Linked DNA regions of Macaca mulatta: region 1 is linked to region 2. A link is a contact called in public Hi-C data. All regions are on one chromosome and are shown on one strand. The core of a region is the stretch at or near the end of the contact, and the rest is flanking DNA. Distances in the headings are between cores, read along the strand shown. Region 1 holds the start of CYLD (CYLD lysine 63 deubiquitinase). Region 2 holds the start of SNX20 (sorting nexin 20).

The links. Hi-C and Micro-C count contacts between places; a contact is called where the count stands out from the background.
Region 1: a contact with region 2 is called in a Hi-C map of cortical neurons, with 2.2 times the contacts expected there. The contact joins the promoter of CYLD here to the promoter of SNX20 in region 2. A contact is called at or near these places in 2 of 14 Hi-C or Micro-C datasets (CD4 T cells and cortical neurons).

Annotation. Positions count from the first base shown.
Region 1 is chr20:46,194,004-46,196,728 of T2T-MMU8v2.0, reverse strand. It overlaps CYLD (CYLD lysine 63 deubiquitinase), which reads right to left and starts at 1,401. Exons shown (of 18, transcript XM_077985641.1): 1 at 1,363-1,401; 2 at 663-723. It overlaps LOC144337938 (a long non-coding RNA gene), which reads left to right and starts at 294. Exons shown (of 2, transcript XR_013411589.1): 1 at 294-839.
Region 2 is chr20:46,132,702-46,135,401 of T2T-MMU8v2.0, reverse strand. SNX20 (sorting nexin 20) reads left to right here and starts at 1,329. Exons shown (of 4, transcript NM_001261262.1): 1 at 1,329-1,450.

The DNA of each region.
Region 1 (2,725 bases), core at 152-2,651, 61 kb before region 2:
GCAAGAATACTATACAATTTTGCAGCAGAATATTAGAGAATGTTCTGGGTGTTATCGACATCCAGAGTACATGAACTTCAATAAGAATTTCCAGCAAATCATTTTCTCCTAATACTGTTCTACTTCAAATCCACCCACTACTCAGTGGGGAATGGCAGGCTAAATTCTTAAGGCCATTCAATCTACTTGGGGCATGAGGGGGTGTGTAGAAAGCCAACAATCAAATGAACACCCTCTCAAGGCCTGGGTGCTTCTCTGAGAGCCAATGATTGCAAAATGAACAATCCTATTAAGATCTCTAGACCATATTCAAAAGCAAGGTAGGCATGCTCCTCAGCTGAGCTAAGGATACAACTTTCCAGGAAAAACTGGAGAAAAGAAAGTGGCGGGGATGATGGGGGCTGGGAGATTGCAAGGCCACAGGCTTGGTGGCTGGAAGATGACAACTATCCTAAAACATTCAAATGCCAAGGGGTGGAAAAGAAACGATGCCAAGTGCATGAATAACCGGCAGCTGACCCAGCTGAGTACCAAACTCAACACCATCTTCCTCAAGATTTCATGACTTCCCTTCCGCCCCCCTTCCGCCACCCCCCCCCCCCCACCATTGTTAACATGAAAGAAAAACATAAAGAAAGAATACCTGTCACAACAGGGCGCACCTTTCAACTAAGGAACTCCAGGTGGCTGTGTAGAACCATCCTCACCCTGGAAAGGGGGAAACTGAAAGAAAAAGCAGAACACGCCATTAACGAGGCCAGAACCCCGACTGCGATTTCTGGACGGGAGCCACCAACACCCGCAAAATCGATCGCTGCATACGCCCCGCGGCGCGGACGGTAGGAATCACAGCCCCGAGCTCCTGAGGCCAACGGTGGCCGTCGGGGCCCGCCAGCGGCCTGTGCCTCAGTCTCCCCATCTGTAAATGGGGTGGGGGGCGAGGAGGGGGACAGTGTCCCGCGCGACTCCCGCCCCAAGTCCTCTCTCCTCCGAGGGTCCCGACGGTGGAGACCCGGCACGCTCCCCGGACTCGGAGCCCTCCCGGGAAGCCTCGGGGGATGGGGAAGCCCCGGGGGTGGGGAAGCCCGGGCTGACGTCAGCGTGCTCGGCACCCCACTGGCCCGGCCGGCTCGGGCCCGGGCAACTAACGGGCCGGCGCCGAGGGCCCGACGGTCGCCGCAGCGGCTCCGGACGCCCTGAGGCCGGGTGGCTGCGCCGAGGGGATCCGGCCGCCCGCCGCCCGCCGCCCGCCGCCCGCTCACTCACTAACCTCGGGCGGCGGGGCGTCGCCCCTCGCCCCGGCTCCCCAGCCTGCGTCCCGGGCCGGCCCCGGCGCCCCACACCCACCGCCCTAGTATTTACCTCCGACGCGCGGCCCCCGCGCAGCCGAACCTGCTACCTGGGCCCGCCCCCACCTGCCCCGCCTCCGAACCGCCCAGAGGAGAGGGAGGGAGCGGGGGCGGAGGGGGCAGACGCCGCGCTGGCCAATCGCAGGCCGAGCTGCTCTCTTGAGCGGGCCCTGATTGGGCCTCCCTGTGACAGACCTTCCTCCAATGGCTGCCGGCCCGGCGCCGGCCGAAGGGACTTTCCGCTCTGTCAAGCTCGGTGGAACCAAAGGGAAAGCGGAGGGGCGGGGCGGAGAAGAGCGGGGGATGGAGGCGGGAAGCTCAAGCTGATTGGGCGAAAGGCTGTGGGTGCCGCGTCACCATTGGCTGGTGCCGGAGACGGGGCGGGGCGGGGCGCTGCGCTGTCACCAGCTCCACCTCCCGTGCTCCTACCTCAGCTGTCAAAACTGTAGACGCTTAGGTTTGGGCTGGGTTGAGAGTCCAGATGAAGGTTGGGAATAGGATTCCAGGATGCCGTGAGAGAGCAAAGCTTTAGAATCAGACCTCACTTTGAATCTTTGGCGCTTTCATTCAGTGGCTGCGTGACTCGGGGAAGTCACAACCACGCTGTGCCTCAATGTCCTCATCTGTAAAATGGAGATCATAGTATCGGTTGTCTTATAGGATTGTGGCAAAATACTGAGTTAAAGTTTCTGGCACGCAGTACCAGCTCAGGAAAGGTTCATCTCTTCCTCCCCCGCAGATTCAGCCTGGGACGCTTGCTGTTTCCGAACCTCTGTTGCCACCTATCCCAGTTAGGAGGGAATTTTCCCAAGGATGGTGAAGAAGGGATTTCCACACGCCGCCTCACTCAGCCCTGCACCCCTGGCCACCAGCCAGGACTTAGGGTGTAGTTAAGGATCTTTCAATTAGAAGGGAGGCTTCTGATTCCCAAAAGTACTCAAAATATTTAAGGAAGTGCTTTTTATAATCGGTCCCAGAGCCTTGCTGCACTGGATACTCCTGTTAATTAATTTCTTCTCCTTTGACATTTTAAGTGCTAATTATAGGAGAAGGTGATTAACACTGAGAAAGGAGGAGGGGTGTGTGTGTGTATGTGTGTGTTTAACCATGACACAAATTTCCCCCAGTGGAAAGTAACATGTTTCTGGAGATCCAGGGAATTTAAACCAATGAATACATAAAAGCAGTCACATGAGTGACGAGTAACAGTAGCAGTAGACAGGCCACCACTCTTCCCTGCCATAGTCATCCAAAATGAAATGAGCATCTTTTGAAAACCTAAGCCTCTTTCTACTCCTGTCCCTCTTTTGTCACCCCTATCTTCCTCTATTCCAAGCTTCACGACCACACTGCCAAAGGAAGCCATAAGTTGGAAA
Region 2 (2,700 bases), core at 80-2,579:
CAGCAATTTCACCTCAGATAAGTACATGGACTTGGAGAAATGTGTAAGAATATCATCAGGGGCATTGATCATGATGGCCGTCCTAGGGACACCCCAAGTGTGCATCAAAAGACAGTAACAACAAAAAAAGATAAATGGCAATGTATTTAAATAATGTAGCAACAGAAAACCAAACACCGCATGTTCTCACTCAGAAGTGGGAGTTGAACAATGAGAACACATGGACACAGGGAGGGGAACATCACACACTGGGGCCTGTCGGGGGATGGGGACCAAGGGGAAGGAGAGCATTAGGACAAATACCTAATGCATGCAGGGCTTAAAACCTAGATGACGGATTGATGGGTGCAGCAAACCACCATGGCACATGTATACCTATGTAACAAACCTGCACGTTCTACACTCATATCCCAGAACTTAAAGTAAAATAAATAATAATAATAATGTAGCAACACAACAATGGAAATGAAAAAACTAGCTACCCAGAAATGCATCAGTGAATCTTAAACACATAAATGTTGCATGAAAGAAGCAAGGCACTGGAGAATACACACAGTATGCTTGGCTCAATTTATATAAGATTCACAAATGAGTAAAATGAAACTGAATTGTTTGAGGATCTCATAGGTGGTAAATTTCTAAGGAAAAGCAAAGTAGTAACCCCCATCTGAATCAAGACTGTGACTACTTCTCATGGAGGGGAAGGGAATCGTGGCTCAGAAAAAAACATGTGGTAAACTTCTGGGAGAGCCAGCAAAGTTCTTTTTTTTTTTTTTTTTTTTTTTTTGTCTGATTTCCTCTCTTGCTGTCAAGGCCACAAAGATGGGTGGCCATGAATCACACCACTGCCCTGGGGTTTCGCTTCCCTGGTACTTTCTGTTGGTGGTGATGGATACAGCTTTGCTCAGAGAAAAGGCGCCAGATGGAACTGTAATTCCACACCACTGCTCTTCTATGTCAGTCACTGGCTCTGTGTCCCACCAGCTCTGTGACCCAAGCCTCGGTTTTCCCATCTGTTCAAGGGGCATGACGGTCCCCATCATGCTTAGCTCATAGAGTAGAATAATGAACGTGAAAGGGCTCTGAGAGCTAATGCCTGAATGCCAGAGATCAACGGGGATTTGAAGGACAGCCAGACCGCTGCAAGGCTGCAGGGAGAGTGAGGCTGAGTTAGACCCCACAGGGCTGGCCCTGCACTGCCTTGCCGTTCCCTGCGCTACCCGGAAGAAGAGGTGGCAGGCTGTCAGTTGAGTTCAATATACCATGTTTCACCAGCCAATAGGCTGGGGCGATCAGGAGCAGGTCACACAGCCTGTTTCCTGTTTTCAAACGGGGAACTTAGAAAGTGTCAGTCCCTCGGCTGGTCGCCGGAGCTGAGAACCAAGAGCTCGAAGGGGCCATGTGACACTCCTCCCGGACCCCTGGACACGCACAGCCCCAGAGACTGGAGGTCAGTATTTGATCCCAAACTCAGCTGTCCTCTGCCTGCTGTGGCCTGAGTCCCCTCCTCCTGGGACCCTGCCTGGCACCTGTTGGGGGCAGGGTAGGAGGGGAAAGGGTTAGTGACAGCCACTGTGTCTGGAGCTCTCCTTAGCGCACTGAGGCAGAGGAAGGGACAGCTCCTGGACCCTCCATCACCTCCATTCCTTTTGAGATGCTAGGCGCTTGTACAACCCATCTTGGGCCTGGAGAATAAGTCATCACACCCGTGTTTCTCAAAAAAAAAAAACGGTGTCAGGGAATCCCTGCATCAGCATAGCTTTAGGGGACTCGTGGAAAATACAGAATCCAGGTCTGTTCAATGACACTTTCCTGTGTTAGGAGCCAGGAAACCTGCTTTTGAACAAGCCCCTGGGATCCCACCCCCACCCCACCAGGGGATTCTTACGCACATTGGGTTGGGAGCCCCTGGCTTTGGCAAGGCTTCTCAGGTGAGCGTCCAGTTGTTGGAGGGTACCCACCCTTTCCCCAACAGAGGCAGCCACACATCCAACGTCCGGGGATCTCCTGTCTCCCAGAGTGGGCCAGGAGCTTTATTTCACCCCCTAGAGGCTCGTCCCCCATGAAAAGTCCTCTGCAGGCCTTCAGAAAGATGGTGTGGCCTCTGTGTGCCCAGCAGAAGAAGGACTGGACTTGGCAGTCAGCTTTTGGAGAGGGGGGTGGTCAGGACACCTGGGGACAGGAGGAGGAGAATGACTGTCTATGCACACAGAGCGGGAAGGTAGAGGGGACTGGGAAGCTGCTCTGTTCCCTGGGCCAACTACAGGCCTCCAGGCCAACAGCACCAACATTTATAGTATTTTGTTATAAAGTCAAGAAATCTTTGCTACAGAGAGTGAGGAGAGGGGAGGAAAGGGCCATGGAATCGTCTATGTGGCTGTCCCCAGAGAGCTTTTAGAGCGACGGGATTGCTTTCCCATTTCACAGATGAGGACACTGAGGCCTGGAGAGGGATAGGAAGCTACCCAAGACCCCACGGATACACCAGTGCACAACTCTTTCCTTCCCCTTCCTCTTTAAATGGGTGATTCCCAATGAAACCTGTAAGAGACAACTATAAGGGAGCTGACTGTGGCTGCTGAATTTGATTTTTATTCTGAGGCCTGGTTTCATAATCAGCTTTCTCAGTCTTTTCTGGAGTGTCAAGCTGAGGCATCATTTCTAGGGTCTTACAGGGTCTCTGGGCCAATAGTGCCCTGC